Linked DNA regions of Mus musculus: region 2 is linked to region 1. Evidence: chromatin contacts called from public HiChIP or PLAC-seq data. All regions are on one chromosome and are shown on one strand. Each heading gives the region's core, a stretch centred on a gene start, on an enhancer-like site or on the middle of the called end of the contact. The rest is flanking DNA. Distances are from core to core; before and after follow the strand shown.

Region 1 (4,589 bases), core at 766-3,265:
CTTGCCACATCTAGCTTTATATTCATCATGTAGGGACTGAACTCTGATCCTCAGGCCTGCCAGGTTATCACCTTTGCCTCTTAAGTCATCATCTCAGCTTCTCCCAAGTTTTTTTTTTTTTTTTTTTAATGTATTTTCATACAGAAATTCTTAACCTTATCAAGTTTAGAAAATCCTGAGCTCTTAAGAGTAATAAAAGTGTGGTTTTGCAGGCTGTCAACATGAGCGACCCATTTTGAGTGATTTATTCCAAATTCAGACATTCTGTAGGCATAGGAATCTCCGGTATAAATCCATGAACTCTTGGGCCTTTTCTCTTCAAAGCCGGAGTGAAAATTTTATTGCTTTTACAGTAAACTGTGAAAATTACTGGCAGATGTGGGGACCTGGGATCTTTGTTTTTATGAAGCTCCAACTCAAGTGGCTGCAAGACATTTATACCAAATGAAATTCCCCGAGGCTCCTTATTTTTTCCTACTTTAAAAGCAGTTAATAACTTGGGACAATTACACACACACGCACACACACACACACACACACACACACGTATCTCTATCTATGTATCTATGTATCTATGTATGTATCTATCTATCTTTGAATGTATTGTTGTTGGCACATAGCCATCCACCTTTCCCTTAATCTCTTACTAACTTGGGGAAAGAAAGATCAATCATTTACTCAGTGACTCAAAGGGTTCCCCCTCCCAACTGTTACTTCAGTTTGTCTGTTGTTTCTTTGGGACTTGAAGCAAACAGCATCGAAGTGAAAACTGCATCTAAGTAATTCTCCTGGAGCCTTTTGGTCACTAGTGTTCCTTAGCCCCGCCCCCTTTTCATTAGTCTACGCTCAGTTGAAGATTTCTGACAGGCTTTTCTTCTTTTTGGTTTCTGTGCATCTATTGGAGAGACTTCCAACTTAAAACGGAATAAAAAACCAGCACTGGGCTTTATCGCTTTTCCTTGCTTCGTTTTTATCTTCCACCTACTTTTGCATGGGCATGTTTTAACCAAGGGGATGAAGGAGCGTTCTTCTACCTTCTCCACAGAAGGGAACAGTGGTCAAAAGGGACAGTGTTTAACTTTCTTCTGCATAAAAGAATCCACTGTTTTGATTAGTTATTATAGGGAAAAAGGAAATCAAAACGAATTTGGTCCCTTCACAATCTACACTCAGTGCTGCTATAGAACTGTCCCTCCACCCTCCACTGCACATTGCCTAGAAAAGGATCGCATCTATTCCCGAATGACCTAATGATTACACCAAGGTGGCTCACTGAAAACCTTCCACTAAGTCACACTGCATCAAATGGTGCTAAGTTTAAGTAGGCCACCTAGGTGCACCCCAAGAAACAACACCCTTCTATTCCCTTTCATTCACAGGAAAAATTTCACCTTTTAGAATCACGTTCCCGCAATGGCGTGAAAATACAGTCCACCTGAAACTCATCAATCCGGGACTAGGGGATCCCAAATATTGTTATTTGCTCCTTAAACCACCGGCAGCCACCCTGCTTAACACCTAGAGGCCGACCCAACACTTCCGGCATGATGATGTGCTAGAGTGCAGACTCCATCATTTAAGATCCCACGGCTGTGGGGTGACTCTTCACATTTGCAGTCCCCCTCCACTTGTCCGCCACGACTCCTAAGGACGCCGCCCTCACGGGCTGGGTATTTGATCTGGGGGCCAAGCGTTTCCAGACTTTTGTCCTCTGGCCCGAGCGGGGAGCAACGCCCGCGTCCCAGGCGCCAACGAGACCCGTGCGGGGAGCAGCCGCGGGGCCCCACCTGTCCGTCCTGAACCCTGCGGCTCGTCCTTGCGGCCGGTGCTGCGCCTGCGGCTGGGGCACGCGCCTCGGACACCGGTACGGGGCGGCAGTTGGCCTCGGGGGGCATAGCCCGGCGCCCGCAGACTGCGCCGAGACCCCGGCGACCCGGCGTTCCCGGCCGCGCGAGCGCGCTCGGTTGGTGCGCGCGCCGCTCCGCCCCGCCCGCCCGGCGCGCGCCCCCTGCGCGGCCGGGGTGGATCCAGCGCACTCCCCTCCCCCGAGCGCCGGCGGCAGGCGCTGAATGAGAGACGCCGACTGCTCGGTTGGGCGAGCGATTGCCTCGGAGCCGCGGGCGAAGCGGAGGCGACGGCCGCGGCTGCACAGGTCGGCGTGGCGTGCGGGCGTGTGGGGAGGCGCGGGCAATGGCGGCGGCGGCCGCGGTGCGCGGCGCGGGAGGGCGGGCTGCGGGTCGCTCGCGGTCCCGCGGTGGCGGAGGCCCCGGCGTCGCCTCAGCCTCTCAGGTGAGCCGGGGCCGGGCCCCGCCGCGCCAGCCACACCCCCTCTCGGCCGGGGCGCCTGCACCCCCGTCACCGAGCCGAGGCGGGTGACCTGTTGCGGGGCCGAACCGCCCGCGGAGCGCGGGGTGAGCGGCGCCGCGGCGGCGGAGGCCGCGTGCGGACACGGAGGGGGGTCCCGCACCGCCGCGCTAGCTGCCCGCAGCGCCTGGGATTCCTTTGCTGTGTGGGCTTAGGCGGGCTCGTAAACACCGGGCTCGGGGAGGCGATGGGGAGCTGACCTGGAAGGGAGCCCGGACCTGTGCGCTGCCGCCGCGGCTCCCCGCCCCCCTCGAAGCGCTTTTCCTGCCGCCGTGTGCGGTGTAGACGCAGGCGGGTTTCAGGGTGCGTGGGCGTGTTTGGGAAGAAGCTGCGAGCTGATAGGAGGTACCTTAGTGCGAATGTTAATTTGTTTGAGCTGGGAGGGGTGAGGGAGGAGGAAGAAAGGGGCCTGTTGGTGGCCGTGGAGGAGGGGCGTTTGCAACCCCAAATCCCTCTGCAGAAAGCGCTCTCCACCGAAAGCATCCAGCGTCTTTTGTTTAAGATCGGAGGATGAAAGCACGGGCGGCAGTTAATTGAGCCTTTCCTCGTAGGTGCTCTGCATCCCCTCCCCACCCCCACACCCCGTCTTAGTACGCTGAAGTAGCTATAGAGCTTTGTTTCGGTGTTGGTGTTTGTTTATGAGTTGACTTTGGCGTTGTTTATGTAATGTTTACCATCCGGTGTACTCGAGGTCGTGTGTCTTTGAAGATGACCATTCGAATTTTGTGGAACTTTTCATTCCTTGCATGAGAGAGTACCGCAGTGCCACAGTTCGTTAACTTGCAAACTGTAAAAGCCTGTCCCACCCAGATATGATTGTTCGGGCTGTAGCATCATAAATGTAGTAAGTGTAATACTGTTACTGCAGGAGTGGGATTTGTAACCAAACAGTATTATTTTAATAATAATAACCTCTACTGAATGTGTGTAGTCATGAAGCTTCAAAAATGTGGAAAATTGCTTGTCTTAGCCACATGTATATATTAAATGTGTCTATTAGAGTTCCCATGAATGGTTTAAGTATAGTTATTTGAGCTTAAATTCTGGCATAGTAATTTTAAAATAGTAAAACCCAGTCCATTCTATCTCACCATGCATTGATTTCAGGAATTTGACTTTTTCTGCAAATACTGTTCTCTATCTTTTATTCACCAGATTGCAGCAGAAGTTGAAAGATCTGCTTGTGTGTCAAGATCCTAGTATACTTTTTGATATTACAGTATCAGGGAGGATACACCCAAAAATTCTGAGAGAAAATAAAATTTAAAAGATAGCTATGAACCAGACATGTGTGAGTAATGAATGCAATTTGTGTGCATTTTAAAAACGAGCTTACAATTAAAATTGGGGCAGTGGTTGCCTTTGGTGAAAGATGGCTTTGTTGGTAATAATAATTTGATTGCAACTTGAAACTTTTTTTTTTTTTTTTTTTTTTTTGAGGCAGAGCCTCACTATGTAGCTCTAGCTGTCGGTGGAATTCACTACATAGACCAGGCTGGCTTCTAACTGGCTGAGATCTGCCTGACTCTGCCTATGAGGAGTTGGGATCAAAAGCTCCTTTTAAGCTCTTGTCCAGAGGGTCAATTCTTCTAAACACACAGAGTATCTCCGCGTCCCGCTGTGTCCTGATGGGTGTGGAGGGGATGCTGCAGCGCACAAACGCACACGTGCTGTGATGGAGATAAAGTCATCAGTGGGCAGCTCTGTTAGTGTAGAAGTGAAAACTCAGGATGCCTTTTGAGTTAGGATACTGCTTGCATTTTTCCTTCTGAGGATAGAAGGAACTGTTAGTGAATAAAAGCATCAAGACAGTTGTCTTAAACTGTGCTTGTGTTTATACACACTAGGTATCCGGCTTCCAAACATATCTAAATATTACTCTACCTGGAGTCAGAGGGTGTGTGGTTTATATGTGGCTAGACAATTAATCTGTTGGTTTATATACTTAAATGAAATGTGTGCTGATATTCTTGTCTTGGTATTTACTTGTTTGTAAGAGTCTTCAGGAGAAGTAAGCCGACATCCCCCCAGGGAAATGGCATTCTACCCGTCTGTTAAAGAAAAATCTTACTGGATTCCAAGGGGCTGATGAGAAGAGATTAGTTTATGCTCTGATTAATAATCATGGTGACATGCATTGGTGTAGATCTTTGTAGATTTCAGAGCTTTAAAAGTATTTACCCTACGCAGGCATTAGTCTCTCCACTTCAGAGTGGGAGGCCAGC
Region 2 (5,276 bases), core at 1,701-4,200, 470 kb before region 1:
TTATTTTTCTTAATGATAATCACTTTCAGGAAAAAAAAATGACCTTTCCTCACAAATATCAGAACAACTCTACCTGCTGCAAACCCAAAAATCCTTAAGAATGCAGATTTATTAATAAACTAAGCAGGGCAGTAGTGGCACATGCCATTAATCCCAGAACTCTGGAGGCAGAGGCAGGTGGATCTCTTCTGTGAGCCAAAAGCCAGAATGGTCTATGGAGTGAGTTCCAAGACAGCCAAAACTATACAGAGAAACCCTATCTTGCTCCCTCCCCTCAAATTAGGCTACTAATGGTTTCTTGTTTGTTTTTATTCAGAGACTCAAGTAGCCAGGCTGGTCTCCAAATCTCTATGTACCCAAGAGTGACCTGGACTCCTGATACTCCTGCTTCTACCTCCCAGGAGGGATTATAGGCAGTGCCATCCTTTCCTGCAGAAGGCTAGAGTTTTAATTCAGTTATCTTCAGAAAGATGATTTATTAGTACTCTGTGCTTCATTATTTTTCCATTGGCTAAAAGACTGTTTTTAAAATTCTGTTTCTATTACAGAATTATTTACCCTCCATGTCGTGAAAGTATTTTCCTTTAGACCTAGAGACATTAGATGCATTCCAGATGTATGTTACTTGGGTGACTGGATGATGGTGTGCAACTAGTACGAGCTCAGGATGCCAAAGTGAAGTAGTGACTAGTTTTAGTGGTCTGGATGGAAACAGAGGTTACTAAGGAAGCAGGATAAGAGGGAGTTTGACAGAGCCTTTCCCTTAAGAGACATGATGGCACTTAGATCAATTTTTGGAAAACCTTTTTCCCTTCATTTTATATACCACTCCTAATGCTGCTTTGGGGATAACAGCTTGGGTAAATACATCCATACATATGAGTAGATACTTTGATTTGTACGGCTGGTGTCCATATTCACTTACTCTTTGAGACATCAACAATAATTCAATACAAATGGAAATCCTATGCCAAGGGTTTTCTCTCTCTCTCCTTCCCTCCCTCTACTGCAAAAGGACAATGTCCCTTCAGAGATCTTTACAAATTGGAGTTGAGTTGGGTATGGTGGCCAACACCTTTAATCCCAGCACTCGGGAGGCAGAGGCAGGCCTATTTCTTTGAGTTCAGAGCCAGCCTGGCCTACAAAGCATGTTCCAGGGCAGCCAGGGCTGGTACACAGAGGAACCCTGTCTTGAAACTAAACGGAAGGAAGGAAGGAAGGAAGGAAGGAAGGAAGGAAGGAAGGAAGGAAGGAAGGAAGGAAAGAAGGGAGAAAGAAAACACTAGATTTGTTTAGGGCTGGGTCCTGTAACTTCTAGCTTCCTTATCTCTCATTTATTAAAATTGGAGAGCTGACTGTAGTCAGATAGCAAGCAAGTGGGCTTCTATATACCGGGAGGGATTACTCTACTTCATTGCTAAGCACCAGATTAACAAATCTAATCACAGAGTTCTTGAAGGATCAGAGTTGAAGAAATCAGTATCACTGAGAGCTTGTAAGACGTACCTGTTGCATTGCTGGCTGCTTTGGCAGGTGATGTGGACTGTCCTGTCTGCACCTGTTAAACAAGAGGAAGGGTGAGAGGATCTTTAAAGTCACTTCTTGTTTTAACATGCTATTACTCTATGTAAAATTTGGGAGAAAATTATAAAATGCATGCTATAACTCCCATAAAACACAAAAACACATGAGAATTCCTAAAACCTAGAAAATTAGATTGACCTCTTATAGAAGGTCAAAGTAGAGAGAAATGAGGGCTGGGGTGGGCTGGGACACAACAAAAACCCTCCCCCAAATATTTTTTAGCATCATCTAATTATGAAAAATTCCTGATTGGTTTGAAGTAGCCATGTTCATAAATTGTTGAAAAACCTGATTTGTCAACATAATTTAAATTGGTAAATTTCTACCCGAAATTATTATTATTACTATTATTTATTTATTTATTTATTTATTTATTTACTTATGCCTAAAATCTCTGAAATCTGGATTGGTGAATCCCGCTTTGGGTGGGCACAAAACGAAGCCAATGTTAAGGAGGAAGACAGTTTACACATAGACCAAAAATAAAACCCAAGTGACACTGTTAGAAGAGAAGCCAACAGATTGCAAAGATCAAAGGCAAAAAAGAGAAGCTTGTTTGGTTAATGCTGGGGCTTTGGGGCATTTCATGTACTTGCGGGGCTCGTCCATCCATCCGCACCACACATCGTAGCCATGCTATTCTAAACTGATGATAAATCCAGCTCCAGGGCGGACAGGGCGCAAAGCCGGGATCTCGCACAGATCTCAGGATCCAAGACGCGGGGCCAGATCTCCCTTGTGGAGGAACCATGGCGTTTCTTCCGAGGTGACTGTTAGATAAAGCAGCGTCTTCATGTTCTTCGTCCGAGAAAGAAGCATTGGTCCAGAAATCAACAGGATAGGGGCTAAGATAAAAGGGAAGCGCCTTTCCCATCTTTTTAAATTTCCCGCACCCCGTTTTCTCTCCGCCTCCCCAACACCGTCTCTGCTTCCACCAGCAGCTCGAGGATCCCCGCACCGAGAGGCGGTCGGAGCAGGATAGTCTTAGGAAAGTAGGCGGGCCTGGCCCGCTGAGTATTTCGGTGCCCGATTTTTGCTGTCTTCGGCGGCAGTTCCTCCTCCGCTCGGTTACTGGATTGCACACGCGGCCGTGAGCTCGGCACTCGATTGCTTCGGCCTATCACCCTGGGATGCCGCCTGCCGCCGCCGCCAGCGCCGCGGCTGCCGGGCTTGTGGGTTTCTCAGAGGAGCGCGAGCCGGAGGAGCCCAAGCAGCGGCCGGAGCGGCGGCCTGAGAGTTAGCGGGCCGGCCTGCGCGTTCCGCGGGAGCAAGCCGACGCCAGGCGGACAGAAGCTGGGCCGGGGCGCGCCCCTCAGGCTGAGGGAGCCGGCGCTTTGAGCCCCCGAGGCGACGGCGGCGGGAGCCGGTCAGAGGGGGCGGCCCCTGGCGGCGACGCCCCCGAGCCCAGCCCTGCCTGGCCGAGCTCCATCCTCAGCCCAAGCCCGGGCGGCCCGCGAACGCGCCCGCGGGGGTTGAGCAGGGCTGCGTGGGGGCGGGAGGTGAGCCCGCGCTCCCGGGTGCTCCGCGTCCGCTCCGGACCCGCACCTGAGCCGGGACCCGCCTCCGCTCCGGACCACGCTGGACCCGCCTCCCGGCCCGGGTCCCACCCTCCGCTTGCAGGTGGGCTGCGGCGCCCGGCCTTCGGGCGGTGGGCGGCGGGGAAGGAGGTGAGCGGTGTCCGCGCCCGCAGCCGTTCGGGTGCTGGTGGCCGCGCCGTCGTCCCTTTCCCGCAGCCGGGAAGCCCGCCCCGCCGCCGCCGCCTGCTCCCTCTGGGACACCATGGAGCTGTCTCCGTCGTCCGGAGGAGCCGCGGAGGCGCTGTCGTGGCCGGAGATGTTCACGGGGCTGGAGTCCGACTCGCCGCTGCCCCCGGAGGATCTGGACGCGGTCGTCCCAGTCAGCGGAGCAGTGGCCGGTGGCATGCTGGATCGGATCCTTCTGGAGTCAGTGTGCCAGCAGCAGAGCTGGGTCCGGGTGTTCGGTAAGGATCACAAGTCGTCTGCCTCAGAGGCTGGCGTTTCTCATCTTTCCTTGGGCTCCGATGCATTCTTAGTCCCCCATCTATCCTAGGTCAGCTGTCCACATCTTTTTTTGGTTGTTGTTGTTGTTGTTGCAGAAAATGCTTTTTGACAAGTTTATCCAATATATAGCGCCTGGTTATGTGACTCAGTAGGCTCCTTTGGACCTCTTTAGATATCCACAGTAAGTTTATAGAGTTGAGCTATCTGGACGTAATTCTTAGGTGATTAATTAAAGGCACTTGCTGCTGAGTCCTCAGGAAGGTAGAATGGAACAAGGCACAAAACCAAGTGAATGGGATTTCATTTCCTTCCTGTTGTGTGAAGCAAGTGTTGAGAGAAAGATATGAAAAAGCTTAGTAGAAGATGAGCTAATGAATGAAAAACAAAACAAAACAAAATCGAGGGGTTGTGGGTGGGGGGCAGAGATGGGAGAGACACCCAGCCCTAGCCGTAGCCCTTGCACCAGCCCCAGTTCAAGTGTTTGGTAGCAGTAGATTTACCGACAGCTTTTCCTTGAACCGTACTCTCTGCTTGTCCTGAGTGTGTAGGTTGTTTCAGATTGCACTGCTGTTTCTGGTTTTCGTGGTTAAGCTACCCGGTTGTCACTCAGCAGGTTTAAAGTGATGAACACACTAAAGAAACTTTCCCTTTCTGCATTCCGAGTAACCATCTTTTAAATTAAACCTGAATGATGATTTTCTATTCAGGAAAGGCTGTGGCAACGTTAAACATGCTGTATGCATGGGTTAGCTGTGGCTTTCCAAAATATCAAGCTAGCAGAATGTTTCTGCTACACATGACCATAAAAGACATAGTAATGTGGTTGAATATAAGATGACCAATTTGAAGTATCTGGAATCACACAGTGTTGAGATGCTGTCCTGCAGTTTTGTTTGTCTAATATGCTGTTAGTGATCAGCATATTGTATTTATGGCTTGGCTTTCATACTTCCAAATAGGTTCTGTGCTTTATAATTCAAGACCATCTTTTCATGGTTTATAAGTTGTCTTTTGGACAGTTCAGTTGACTTCAGGAAAGATCCCAGACATTTGAATTCTTGCCTCAGTTCTGTCACTAAAAATTATTAAACAATTTAGGGCAGATAAGGCCATCTTTTTGCCTCAAATTCCTTATCTACAAAATGAGTGGATTAAATAATCTGTAGGGTCTTTTTAGTTATATAAAAAAAGCAACTCTCCTTATAGCTAGTTCTTAGAAATTTATGTATATACTACTTAGAATTTTGCTGGTGTTTCTAAATGTTTTTTTTTCTTTCTTTCTTTTTTCTCTTCCTTTTTGCTAAATGGGGGAATTAAAGCAAAGAGGTGGGAACTGACGCAGAGTTACTCAATTCATTCTCAGCAGGTTGGATTAAAAGCTTTGCTGCCTGGTAGTCCACCTGTCTGCTAGTTCAGGTTAGCTGATCACTTATAACAAAAGTTGATGAGAGTCTAAAAATGACTATAAATTGGAATACATTGTGGTTACATTTTATCTTCTGTCTGTATACACTTTCTCTTACTGTTTTTATACAATGTTAGAGAGAGGACCATGTTAGTATATATGATAATTGGCTGACAAGTGTTCAGAGCTGGATATTCTAGACCTTATTATTGTACATATCCTTCACATGTAACCCATGTAAATTTTTACTAATGTTTTGGTAGTCT

Evidence for each region. HiChIP or PLAC-seq counts read pairs in DNA pulled down with a chosen protein or histone mark.
Region 2: a FOXA1 HiChIP or PLAC-seq map of pancreatic cancer cells shows a contact between it and region 1. The contact joins the promoter of 2810025M15Rik here to the promoter of Ralgps2 in region 1. A contact is called at or near these places in 5 of 39 promoter capture datasets (the 3T3-L1 cell line, hippocampal neurons, liver and 1 more), 5 of 484 Hi-C or Micro-C datasets (embryonic stem cells and extraembryonic endoderm stem cells), 4 of 115 datasets of contacts at active chromatin or transcription factors (embryonic forebrain, embryonic stem cells, pancreatic cancer cells and 1 more) and 2 of 9 other capture datasets (adipose tissue and liver).

Annotation. Positions count from the first base shown.
Region 1 is chr1:156,937,052-156,941,640 of GRCm38.p6, reverse strand. It overlaps Ralgps2 (Ral GEF with PH domain and SH3 binding motif 2), which reads left to right and starts at 2,015. Exons shown (of 19, transcript NM_001159967.1): 1 at 2,015-2,152. 4930439D14Rik (a long non-coding RNA gene) reads right to left here and starts at 2,847. Exons shown (of 2, transcript XR_003948625.1): 1 at 2,583-2,847; 2 at 1,446-2,514.
Region 2 is chr1:157,410,026-157,415,301 of GRCm38.p6, reverse strand. It overlaps 2810025M15Rik (RIKEN cDNA 2810025M15 gene), which reads right to left and starts at 2,950. Exons shown (of 3, transcript NR_027984.1): 1 at 2,177-2,950; 2 at 1,507-1,558. Rasal2 (RAS protein activator like 2) reads left to right here and starts at 2,707. Exons shown (of 18, transcript NM_177644.5): 1 at 2,707-3,565. The coding sequence starts at 3,364.